Linked DNA regions of Rattus norvegicus: region 1 is linked to region 2. A link is a contact called in public Hi-C data. All regions are on one chromosome and are shown on one strand. The core of a region is the stretch at or near the end of the contact, and the rest is flanking DNA. Distances in the headings are between cores, read along the strand shown.

What was found. Hi-C and Micro-C count contacts between places; a contact is called where the count stands out from the background.
Region 1: a Hi-C map of prefrontal cortex shows a contact between it and region 2, with 4 times the contacts expected there. The contact joins the promoter of Riox1 here to the enhancer-like site in region 2. A contact is called at or near these places in 10 of 12 Hi-C or Micro-C datasets (the A7r5 cell line, the Rat2 cell line, Schwann cells and 7 more) and 1 of 1 datasets of contacts at active chromatin or transcription factors (oligodendrocytes).

The regions. Positions count from the first base shown.
Region 1 is chr6:109,307,737-109,312,843 of GRCr8, reverse strand. Riox1 (ribosomal oxygenase 1) reads right to left here and starts at 2,096. Exons shown (of 1, transcript NM_001108040.1): 1 at 1-2,096. The coding sequence starts at 1,667. The region is part of intron 16 of Heatr4 (HEAT repeat containing 4); the gene reads left to right.
Region 2 is chr6:109,083,206-109,088,732 of GRCr8, reverse strand. All of the region lies in intron 5 of Psen1 (presenilin 1), which reads right to left. Among named protein-coding and RNA genes, the nearest start is that of Psen1, 32 kb to the right of the region's middle. Within about 2 kb of position 3,807, at least 8 of the 93 cell types and tissues checked have an H3K27ac peak or open chromatin away from gene starts, as enhancers often do. A contact at or near this core is called in Schwann cells and liver, where this site is marked.

The DNA of each region.
Region 1 (5,107 bases), core at 847-3,346, 230 kb before region 2:
CGCAGCAAGAGTTCCATGGCATCGGCTTGCTGGGGGTAGATTTCTAAGCACTTGGGTTCCTCCAGATGATACACTCGAGAGTTTTCCACTGTGTAATACAGGAACAAGCGGCCCCCCTCACCCACCAGCCGAGCTATGCCATCCTGAAGCATATGGACTTGGGTTTCTGTTGTCAGCTGGGCCCCCACATTTACAGGTTCTCCAGCCTCCCAGCGAATCGGGAGCCCGTGCACACTTAGAGCCCTTTCCCTATCCGTCAACACAGGGGGCAGGGAATCGTGAATGAAGTCTTTTGCTCTCTGGTCAGCCACAGCATCGACAGGAGCAAAGTGTCCCAGGCGAGCAACCAAGACCCGCACTTTTTCCATGAAAGCTGTCCTTCTGGGATCCTTAGAGTCTGAATGCTGGGCCCCCATATAATCCATGAAGTCTCGAGGCAGACCCCTGCGAAATTCCACATTTTCCTCTATTGCTGCCTGCATTGCCAGAGGCAGAACAGCCTCCAGGAAGTCGCCCCAGGTGTTGCGCTGGTAGGTAGACAAGGTGAGGTGCAGAGAATGGACTCCATCCTGACATTCAGCTTGATGAATGAAGCCCCGAGGAAAATAGAGCAGGTCTCCGGGTTCCAGTACCGTTTGGAGTACCGGCTCACCAAGGTCCTCCTGGCTGAAGTTGGGACTAGATGTCAGTGCCAACTCTTCACTGGGGTCCCGCGGTCGGTAGACTCGCCAGAGTTTCCGACCTTCCAGCTGTAACACGAAAGCCTCGATGTCGTCGTAGTGGGGAGCGAAGCCCTGCGAGTTGGGGGGCGTGAGGTAAACGTTGGAGCCTGCCATGCTTCCAAACTGTTCCTGAAGCACAGCCAAAAACTGCCACACCGTGGGCGAGAAAGCTTGCGGGCAAAGAAGGCGTAAGGAGCAGCCGGCTTGGTACAAGGACCACGCGGCAGCGGGAAGTGCCCGGCCCGGTGGGTTCAAGGTTTCCCGCCGCCCATCGATGTAGCGCGCAGCATCCAGGTGCTGCCCGAAGTGCACGTCCTCGTAGCGCAGCATCCAGTCCAGGTCGGAGGTAGAGAATAGACCTTCGTAGTAGCTGTGGTCCTGCCGCCGCACCAGCACCGCCTCCCGCTCCCACAGCCGCCGGTAGAAGTGGTCCGGAGGCAGGGGCGCCAGGAGCCACTCGAAGAGGCGGGCGGCGCGCCTCCGGCTGCTGGGGATGCCGTTCAGCTCCGCCAACACCTGCTGCAGCGGCGAATCCCAGGGCCGTTCCGGGTCATCCACGTGCGAGCCCGGCAACGGAGCGGGCTTCCCCAGGTTTCGGGAGAGCGCGGCCCGCCCCTCCACGCGGCGCGGCAGAGTCGCCGAAGCCGGTCTCGGACGCACTGGCACCGGCCGCGGTTCGGCCGACCGCGAGGCCTCCGGTAGCTCTGCAGGCCTCTCCCGCTTGCCCCGGACCGATTCCACGTTCGAGTCCGAGTCTTCGCTCAGGAGCGCGCGAGCTCTCAGCGCGGCCACGCGGGACGCCGCACTTTTCCGGTGCCTTCGGACCTTCCGTGGCCGTAAGGGCAGGGCCAAGACCGACGCGCCGCGGGGCTGCGGCTGGCGCCGGCGCCTCCCGCGTCCACGCTTCAGCGGCGCCGCGCCGTTGCCATTCGGAAGCTCATCCATGGCCTGGCGGCTGACAAGACCCACGCTTCCGCGGCCGCGGTGCTTTCTGGGAAGGGGGCGAGTCCTCCAGCATTTCCTAGGTAGATTAAGCCTAACGTCCTCCTGGGTCCTACAGCTAGCCGGTTTGTCACCTTTTTAAAACTGCGGCAGTATACACTGGAAAGGCAAAAATCCTTACCAGATAAAGATTCCGTGCAAGAAAACAAGGTACGAGGCATTTCAGAAGAAAACAACTTCATTCCTCTTTTTTTTTTTTTTTTTTTTTGCGGGGGGCGGGGGAGGGCGCCGGGGGCGGGGGCAGGCGGGCAGATCTCTCTACAGAAGCCCTAGCTACGTAGTCCTAGAACTTGCTAGGTAGGCTAGGCTGGCTTTGAACGCATAGAAATCCTCCGGTCTTGGCCGAGCAGAGCTCCTCTGTGTGCAGCGCCAAGCCCAGCTTCCTCTTTAGTCGGCTTTCTCATTTTTGGGGGGCAGTTATTCTTGTTCCTAAGCAGTTTCCTGGTAGAAAGAATGAAGGCAAAGTTTGATATTCTGTATGAAGCACAGCTCTTTCTGGCTCTCCTCACTGCAGAAAACTTCATTGTGAAGCCTCTCTTCATTTCATTTCCCTCTCTTTCTCCTCAATTACAAAGCCTTGCTGGGTATGGTGGTTCATGCACTGGGAAGTCTGAGGTTACAGAGTGAGACCCTTGTAATCAATATTCTTTCTCTGAAAAGGAAGTTATGGACTTCTCTGCCTTGTTTGTCAGAGTATCGCTGCATAGTCATTGTTAGCCTCAAACTCCCACTCTCAATCTGACATTGCAAGCATGTCCAATAGGCTGTTGTTTCTGTTTCTCCTCCTCCTCCTTCTCATCTTCAAGCTTCTGGCTTTTTAAAAGGTTGTGTGTGTGTGTGTGTGTGTGTGTGTGTGTGTGTCTGGCTTTTTAAAAGGTTGTGTGTGTGTGTGTGTGTGTGTGTCTGGCTTTTTAAAAGGTTTTTTTTTTTTTGTGTGTGTGTGTGTGTGTGTGTGTGTGTGTGTGTGTGTGTGTGTGTGTGTCCCAAAGAGGTCAGAAAGGAATATCAGATACCTTAGAGCTGGATGGAGTTACAGGTTATAGTAGTTTGTAGAATTCTATCTCTGGTTCTCAGATAGAGATGTAAACCCCCTTTAACCACTGAACCATCATCTCCAGCCCCCTGTAGACACTGCTTCTGCAAGTGTTCTTGTGTGTGTGTTACATACATGTGTACCACCATGCCTGGCAGAACAAAGTTCTTGATTGGTCAGGATGGCAATAATTTCTCAGGGAGTATAGTTTCTCAATAAGTTGATTGGTGGGGCTGGGGATTTAGCTCAGTGGCAGAGCGCTTACCTAGGAAGCGCAAGGCCCTGGGTTCGGTCCCCAGCTCTGAAAAAAAGAACCAAAAAAAAAATAAATAAATAAAATAAGTTGATTGGTACTGGTCATGGCTAACACAGATTTTCACCCTGACAATAATAAAATAGTGTGTTGCAGTTTTCCTCATAACCCAGTTAACTCTGAAATAATTAGACTGAATTAGTATATTTACTTAAAATGCATTAAGAGCACAATTGAGCAGTATTATTCTATTTTAATCTATGCTAATCTGGCACCTCCCAGCCAGTAATCTCCATGATAATTGCATTTTAGTACTGATCTGGTTCTCTGGACTCCTGGGATCTGGTTCTCTGGGTTCCATGTTTTTGTTTGTTTGTTTGTTTGTTTTTGGTTGTTTTTCTGTTTTTTCGCTTTCTCATGGTGGCTCAGACTCTTTCCTTCTGTCCAATCCCTACTTCCTCTTTCACACTTCCTCTGTCTGAGAAGTCCAGCCCTATTCTCGTCCCTGCTCAGTCATTGGCTCATTTTACTGAGCAATCAGGGAGCTTGTGGAGCAATTTTTACACAAGACAGAGATTCTTAGAATAAGGATTGCAAAAAGATGTGGGAGCACAGAAATCTGCATTTGAATACTATTCATGAATAATCTTTTTTTTTCTTTTTTCTTTTTTTCCGGAGCTGGGGATGGAACCCAGAGCCTTGCACTTTCTAGGCAAGCGCTCTACCACTGAGCTAAATCCCCAACCCCGAATAATCTTTTTTTTAAGACTTATTATATATAATACACTGTAGTTGTTATTTTAGGTGAGTACACTGTAGCTGTCTTCAGATACCAGAAGAGGGCATCAGATCTCATTACAGATGGTTGTGAGCCACCATGTGGTTGCTGGGATTTGAACTCAGGACCTCTGGAAGAGCTGCAGTCAGTGCTTTTAACCACTGAGCCATCTCTCCATCCCCACATGAATACTCTTTAATACTCAATAATATTACACCTACAGACAGGATCTAGAATCACTATGGAGGCAAGCTTCTGAGTACACTCTGTGAAAGATTGTTTACATTAGGTTAAAGTAGGAAGACCCACTCTAAAAGTGAACAGTACCATTCAGCCCATGGGCTGGTGTCCTGGAGTGGGTAAGAGGGGAAAAAACAAGTGGCCTGCACAGCAGTCTTTATTTTCTGCTCTGAGTGAGGATGAAGTGTGACTGACTACTTCCTCCCCTGCAACCCTTTCTTCCCTACCATGAGGGAATGGAAGTGCACACAAAATCCTTCCTCTCTTAAGTTGAAAATACCTTTCTTCAGGTATTTTTCATCATAGCAAGGAGAAAATTACTGTAACAAGTCTGATAGAGGACCATATCAGATAAAGCCATCATGAGAGATGTGAAGGGTCTGCCCAGCACAGAGGAGCAGGGTCTTAAAGCAGCCAGTGTCTCTCCAAGTTCTGTGCCCTATAAGGAGGCTACAGGGGCCTGGCAGAGGGGGGGGGCTCTCAGGAGGAATAGCCTTTCCTTTTTAAGAACCACTGTTGTTGTTCTTTAAATTTAATTTAAAGGTGTTTTTGAGACTCATTGTAAGTGTATGGGTGTTCTGCTTGTATGTATGTCTATGGGCCTTACGGTGCTGGGAATTGAACCTGGGTCCTCTGAAAGAGAAATTAGTGTTTTTAATGACCAAGACTCCTCCAGGCCCATTCTTCCCTTCTAAAGTGTGTGTGTGTGTGTGTGTGTGTGTGTGTGTGTGTGTGTGTGACTGCACGCGTGCCTGCGTGCGTGCATCTGCACTCACACATGTATGTGGATGCCAGATGTCAATGGCAGGAGTCCTCCTTTGCTCCTTGGAGACAAGAACTCTTACTGAACCTGGAGTTCAGGGCTTGGGTAGACTGGCTCACTAGTAAGCTTAGGAATCCTCCTGGCTTTGTCTCCCCAGTGCTGGGAGTACAGGCCTGGCTTTGAACATGGGTGATAGGGATCCAAACTCAGGTCCCCATGCTTGCCCAGCAAGTGCTTCACCAACTGAGCCACTCCCCAGCCCTGAGAGCTTCCTTCCTGGTTGACATAAAGGCTGTGTGTCCTGTGTGTACATCCT
Region 2 (5,527 bases), core at 2,558-5,057:
TGTCAGTGGCAGAGGCCAGAAGGGGGTGTCAAATTTCCCTAAACTGTAGTTACAGAGAGTTGTGAGTCTCCATGTGAGTATTGGGGAATTGAACTCAGGACCTCAAGAAAAGCAGCCAGTGCTCTTAACTGTTGAGCCATCTCTCTAGCCTCTTGTTTTCTAGATAGAATTTCACTATGAAACTTCCTGGCCTGAACTCTTTATGTACATTGGGCTAACACACATGTACACACAGACAGAAATAATAATAAATAAAATACTTGACTTAAAAAAACTGAAAACAAAGTACCCAAGATACAACCCAAATTACACAGCATATAAATACTAGAAAAGGGGTTGGGGATTTAGCTCAATGGCAGAGGGCTTGCCTAGCAAGCGCAAGGCCCTGGGTTCGGTCCCCAGCTCCGAAAAAAAAGAAAAAAAAAAATACTAGAAAAACCTGTTTGCATGGAAAAAGACTCAATAAACACAAATAGCAAGATAACACATATGTTACAATTCTTACTTTTAATGAAGAAAAGAGACCAGGAGGGAACATCATTTCCCAACACATTCTATGAGTTCAGCATTAACTTGATAACAAAACAAAACAAAAATACATTAAAAAAACCCAACCCAAAAATCCACTGCATCAACACTCATCTCCCATTCACATATGCACCCTAACCACTGGTGGGACACTAGTGCCAAGGCAGGAGGACAACCCAGGGTCAGAAGGACACAGCAACTGGAGGACCCCACTCTGGCCAGGATAGGGATGTGTGTGCGCAAATACGCAAATACACACACACACACACACACACACACACACACACACACACACCACACACACACACACACACACACACACACACACACACACACACACACACACACACACACACACACACACACAGCAATGCCTGTCAGGTGAGGGCAGTTAAGAATGCATGCCAGTACCGCTGAGAAGTACCTTGCAGCCCACAACAATAGACAGATTGTTTTTGCTAACCCTGAAAACACTGAACTAAAATAAACCCATCTTTCCGTACTTATAAAAATACGGGGCTGGGGATTTAGCTCAGTGGTAGAGCGCTTACCTAGGAAGCGCAAGGCCCTGGGTTCGGTCCCCAGCTCCGAAAAAAAAAAAAAATATTCAGGTAAAAATACAGTGGGCAGATTCTCAAAAGTTTTCTTCCTATGTTAGGAGCAGAGAAAGAGAGAGAGAAAGAGGGAGAGGGAGAGGGAGAGGGAGAGGGAGGGAGGGAGGGAGGGAGGGAGGGAGGGAGGGAGAGAGAGAGAGAGAGAGAGAGAGAGAGAGAGAGAAGACTGCTGGCCAGGCAGAGTCAAGGCGGGTCAGGGTCTGCTGGCAGACTTCCCGGGCTGCTGAGGCACAGAACAATAAGAGGAGGTGGACTTGAGGCTCAAGGCGAGGGGCTGAAGACCCTACTGACCTTGGTGGAAGGAACAGGGAGGCTTTGGGATGGGAACAGAGGTCTTCTTATGTGTGGACTTCAGCAAATTGTTTCTGTTAACTCGTGGCTTTGCTTCCCAAGGTCCTATAGTATAAGGAGGCTATGAGAAGTACACTGGCAGCTGCTGTGGGAAGGACCTGCAGCCCTGCCGTGTCTGTCTCTTGCACAGTTTTTCTATCTTTCCTATAATCATCCTCGCTCCCCCTTTCAGAGGATTGTTTTGACTTCATACCGGCCACCCCCAGAACCTTTCTAGACATTAATCTTTTTTTTTTTTTCTCTTTCTTTTTTTCGGAGCTGGGGACCGAACCCAGGGCCTTGTGTTTGCTAGGCAAGCGCTCTACCACTGAGCTAAATCCCCAACCCCGACATTAATCTTAATACTTGAATACAAGCTCAACTACGGTTCAAAGTGACAAAGAAAAGGAGAAATTCTTAGAAGCCCTCTTTTCCCTAAAAAGCGATTTGAAAGGAAAGTGGAGAGGAGGTCAAGTGACTGACGGTCACGGGCAGTTTCTGGCCTGTGCTGACAGCTCGCCACAGCTCACGTGCATGCAAAGTGACTGTAAAAAACTCCCCAAAGATATAAACTCAAATGACTGGAAATCACTCACTCAAGGTACAAATCACCACGAGTAAAAGTCAACAGTATTATTCTTCCCCAAAACTTCAGATAGTTTAAGTGTAAGACAGTAAAGTAATAAAAAAAATTAAATATGGACAAAAAGACTACATCCAAAATGATCTAACATCTTTAAAACAGATAAATATAAATTCTACAAATTGAAAATATAACTATTAGATTTTTAAGTAAATGTATTAACAAGCCACATAAACTGGAAAGAACCTGAAAATATACCATTAAGTTAGGAAAGGGGGTTATGCAAGAGGGCATTAAAACTGTGTGGGGAGGGTGGGGGCCAGCGATTGGGATATAAAGTGAATTAAATAACTAAGTAAATAACTAAGGTTTTATAAAAAGCTACAAAGCAGACCTACTGAAGATAAGGGGTGAGGATATGTGTTTGTAGATATCAAAGCAGAATTAATAAATCAACCAACAAACCATGGGTCCAATGAGCAATGATTTCTAGACTGAAAGCACTGAATCAAAGTTGTATTCAGGATAGCAAGATGGCTTAGCTGGTGAAGGCATTTGCTGCCAGGTATGACGACTGAGTCAGATCCTCCAGGATGGCGTTTATTCTCCTCTGGCCTGAGATAATCCCTTTAAAAGGTGGGTACTATCAACCACAAAAGAAGTCAAAGGACACATATCTGAGAGAACAGAAACTCACAGGATTCTTGAGGGCCGTTCCACAACGACATATAAAGGAGCAAACAACTGCTTGGGTGGAGACTCTGATGGCCCAAGTACAGAAAGAAAGGTATCTGGGGGGCAGCCCACAGCTGTGCAGGGAGCTCCAGGGTGGCAGCTTTTGGGATCATCACCTGTGTTGGAGTGGCCTTTTCAGTGACAGCTGCTTTCAAATCATGCCTGCTCCTTGTAAGCAACCTCTCAGTATCCCCAGTAAAAACTCACTAGTTCACTAGTTGGACATTGGCCTGTTACTTTGGTATGGCATGCGTTCCCTTTCTGGGGTGAGCAGATGTGTGTGTTGCAGGAAAAGTCTGTCACACAACATGGAAGGAAAGAAATGACTCCTGCAAACTGACCGTGGACTTCTACACATGAGCCAATGGCACATACATGTTCATATATATATCTGCACATAAATGTACATATAGACATACATATATACAGTTAATTTTAAAAAATTTAAAGTTATATCTGAGGGTACAAAATTAAGCCTGAGAATAAATGGTTTTGTTTTAAAGTTTTATTTTTACCTTATGTGTATTCATGGTTTCCCTGTGTGTGTATTTGTGTACAGTAAGTACATTTGTGCCTGGCGTCCCAGAAGCCAAAAGAGGTTGTTAGATCCCCTGGGAACAGAGCCAAGATGTGGGAGTAGGAAACTGAATTCATCAGTTTCATGTCCTCTGCAAGAGCAGCCAGAGCTCCTCCTGATAAACCATTTCTCCAGCCCTAAATATGGTTCTTTAAGAAACAAAGGAGGGGAAAGATTCCAAAGCCTGGGACTGGGTTTGTGAGCCCGAGGGGAAACTGCAAGGAGGAAGGAACAAAGGCCAGAGAGCACATTAACAAGCCAATGACAAGAAGGTTCAGAAAAACTAAGTTCTAAAAAGGCAGCAGATAAAATTAGGGAAACAATGTCAGGCTGGATAAACACTTTCCTAAGGGAGAGAAAGAGAAGGCACAGTTTTTACAAATTGAGGATGAGGTTTGAGAGGATTTTACATAATGGCTGTAAGTTAATGAAGGTCAAATTCTGGACTCAAATTCCCAAACAGATTCATTAGCTTCTGACCCCGTGACCTATAGCAACTGTGACCCTGGCCGTTGCCTCAGGAGGGTGTGCACACACACTGCTTGTGAGATGTTAAAGGAAATAAGGCATGCTCACATAGTCCATACACTTGGCTTACTGTCATTAACAGATCAGTGCATGAAAACTGAAAGCAGACTAAGAAACTTCCCAAGATTAGTAGGAAAAAACTCAGGAAATTCAATGCTGAGTCCACAGCTCTATACATAATACACAGGTAATTTTAAAAAAGAAAAGCAGGAAATATGGAAATGTGGGAGAAAAAACATGGGAGAAGGCAGAATTCCACCCATAATAAAATCTGAAAAGGAGGCAAAAAACCAAGCCTAACCCCATAATCAGCCGAACTCCAGAATGTGTCCACTAAGGCCAAAAAAGGAACTGGGAGGTAAACACTGGCATGCAGACAAACACAGGCAGCAGGGAGAACACATATTTCCCATGTGGTGGTGGCACAGATCTTTAAAAGAGGAGACAGAGGCAGGTGGATCATTTGAGTTTGAGGCTAGCGTGGTCTACAGGGTGAGTTTGAGGCCAGCCAGGGCTACACAGAGAAACCCTGTCTCAAAACAAACCAAGCAAAGTAAACAAAATCCCACAATAAAATCTAGGAGGAAATAACATAGACTGCAATACAGAGAGTTAACATTTACTCTTCCTGTTACTAAGGTCGATCTAAGATTCCATGACTTGTATTCCTTTGTTGATTTTCTCAGGTTTGAGTATGAAGCATGTACTGGGTAGCTGAGATCCAGGAGGCAGTCACTTAGAGAGAGAGAGAGAGAGAGAGAGAGAGAGAGAGAGAGAGAGAGAGAGAGAGAGAGAGAGAGGGGGGGGGGGGGGGAAGGAAGAAGGGAAGAGGCTGGGAGGTTGGCCCTGCCTCTTTGCTGCAAGCTTTCTCTGTGCCCAGTGGCTAAGGCAAGAGGCACTGCTGCTCAGAAATGACGCTGGCAGTTCCCCAGTGAGGTGGCCCGTCACTAGTGATTTCAGAAGCAGCATTTGAGGGAGGCTTTACGAGCCACTTAAATCCTCTAGCACTATTTGTTAATGACGATATACACAAAAGTCTTTGTAATGCCACAGGCACATTATAAATCAAAATACTGAAAACACATGTGAAAACACATAAACACACCCGTTTCCCATGTATGTCTTCTGGTGCTTTCAACATGCTCCAGAATGAAAGGAAAGATAAAGTAGACCCAAAACACAAGACTCTTTTTTCTGGGGGCTGGAGAGATGGCTCTGCGGTTAAGAGCGCTGACTGCTCCTCCAGAGGTCCTGAGTTCAATTCCCAGCAACCACATGATGGCTCACAACCATCTGTAATGAGATCTGGTGCCCTCTTCTGGTGTGTGTGAAGACAGCAACAGTGTACTCATATATATAAAATAAATAAATATTTAAAAGAAAACAAAACTCTTTCTTCTTTGCTAGACCAAGTAAAGACTATAATAAGGCGAGAAGGCTGTGAAGTGGCTCGGAATGTGAAGCCTGCCAGCTTGAAGACTCGATGTCTAGAACCCAAGCAAAGACGGAAGGAGAGAACCCCTTCCACCAAGTTGTTGCATCAACTGCACATGTACACTCTGGCAAGCACAGGCTTGCATACACACATTCATATTCTCTCTCTCATTCTCTCTCTCTCTCTCTCTCTCTCTC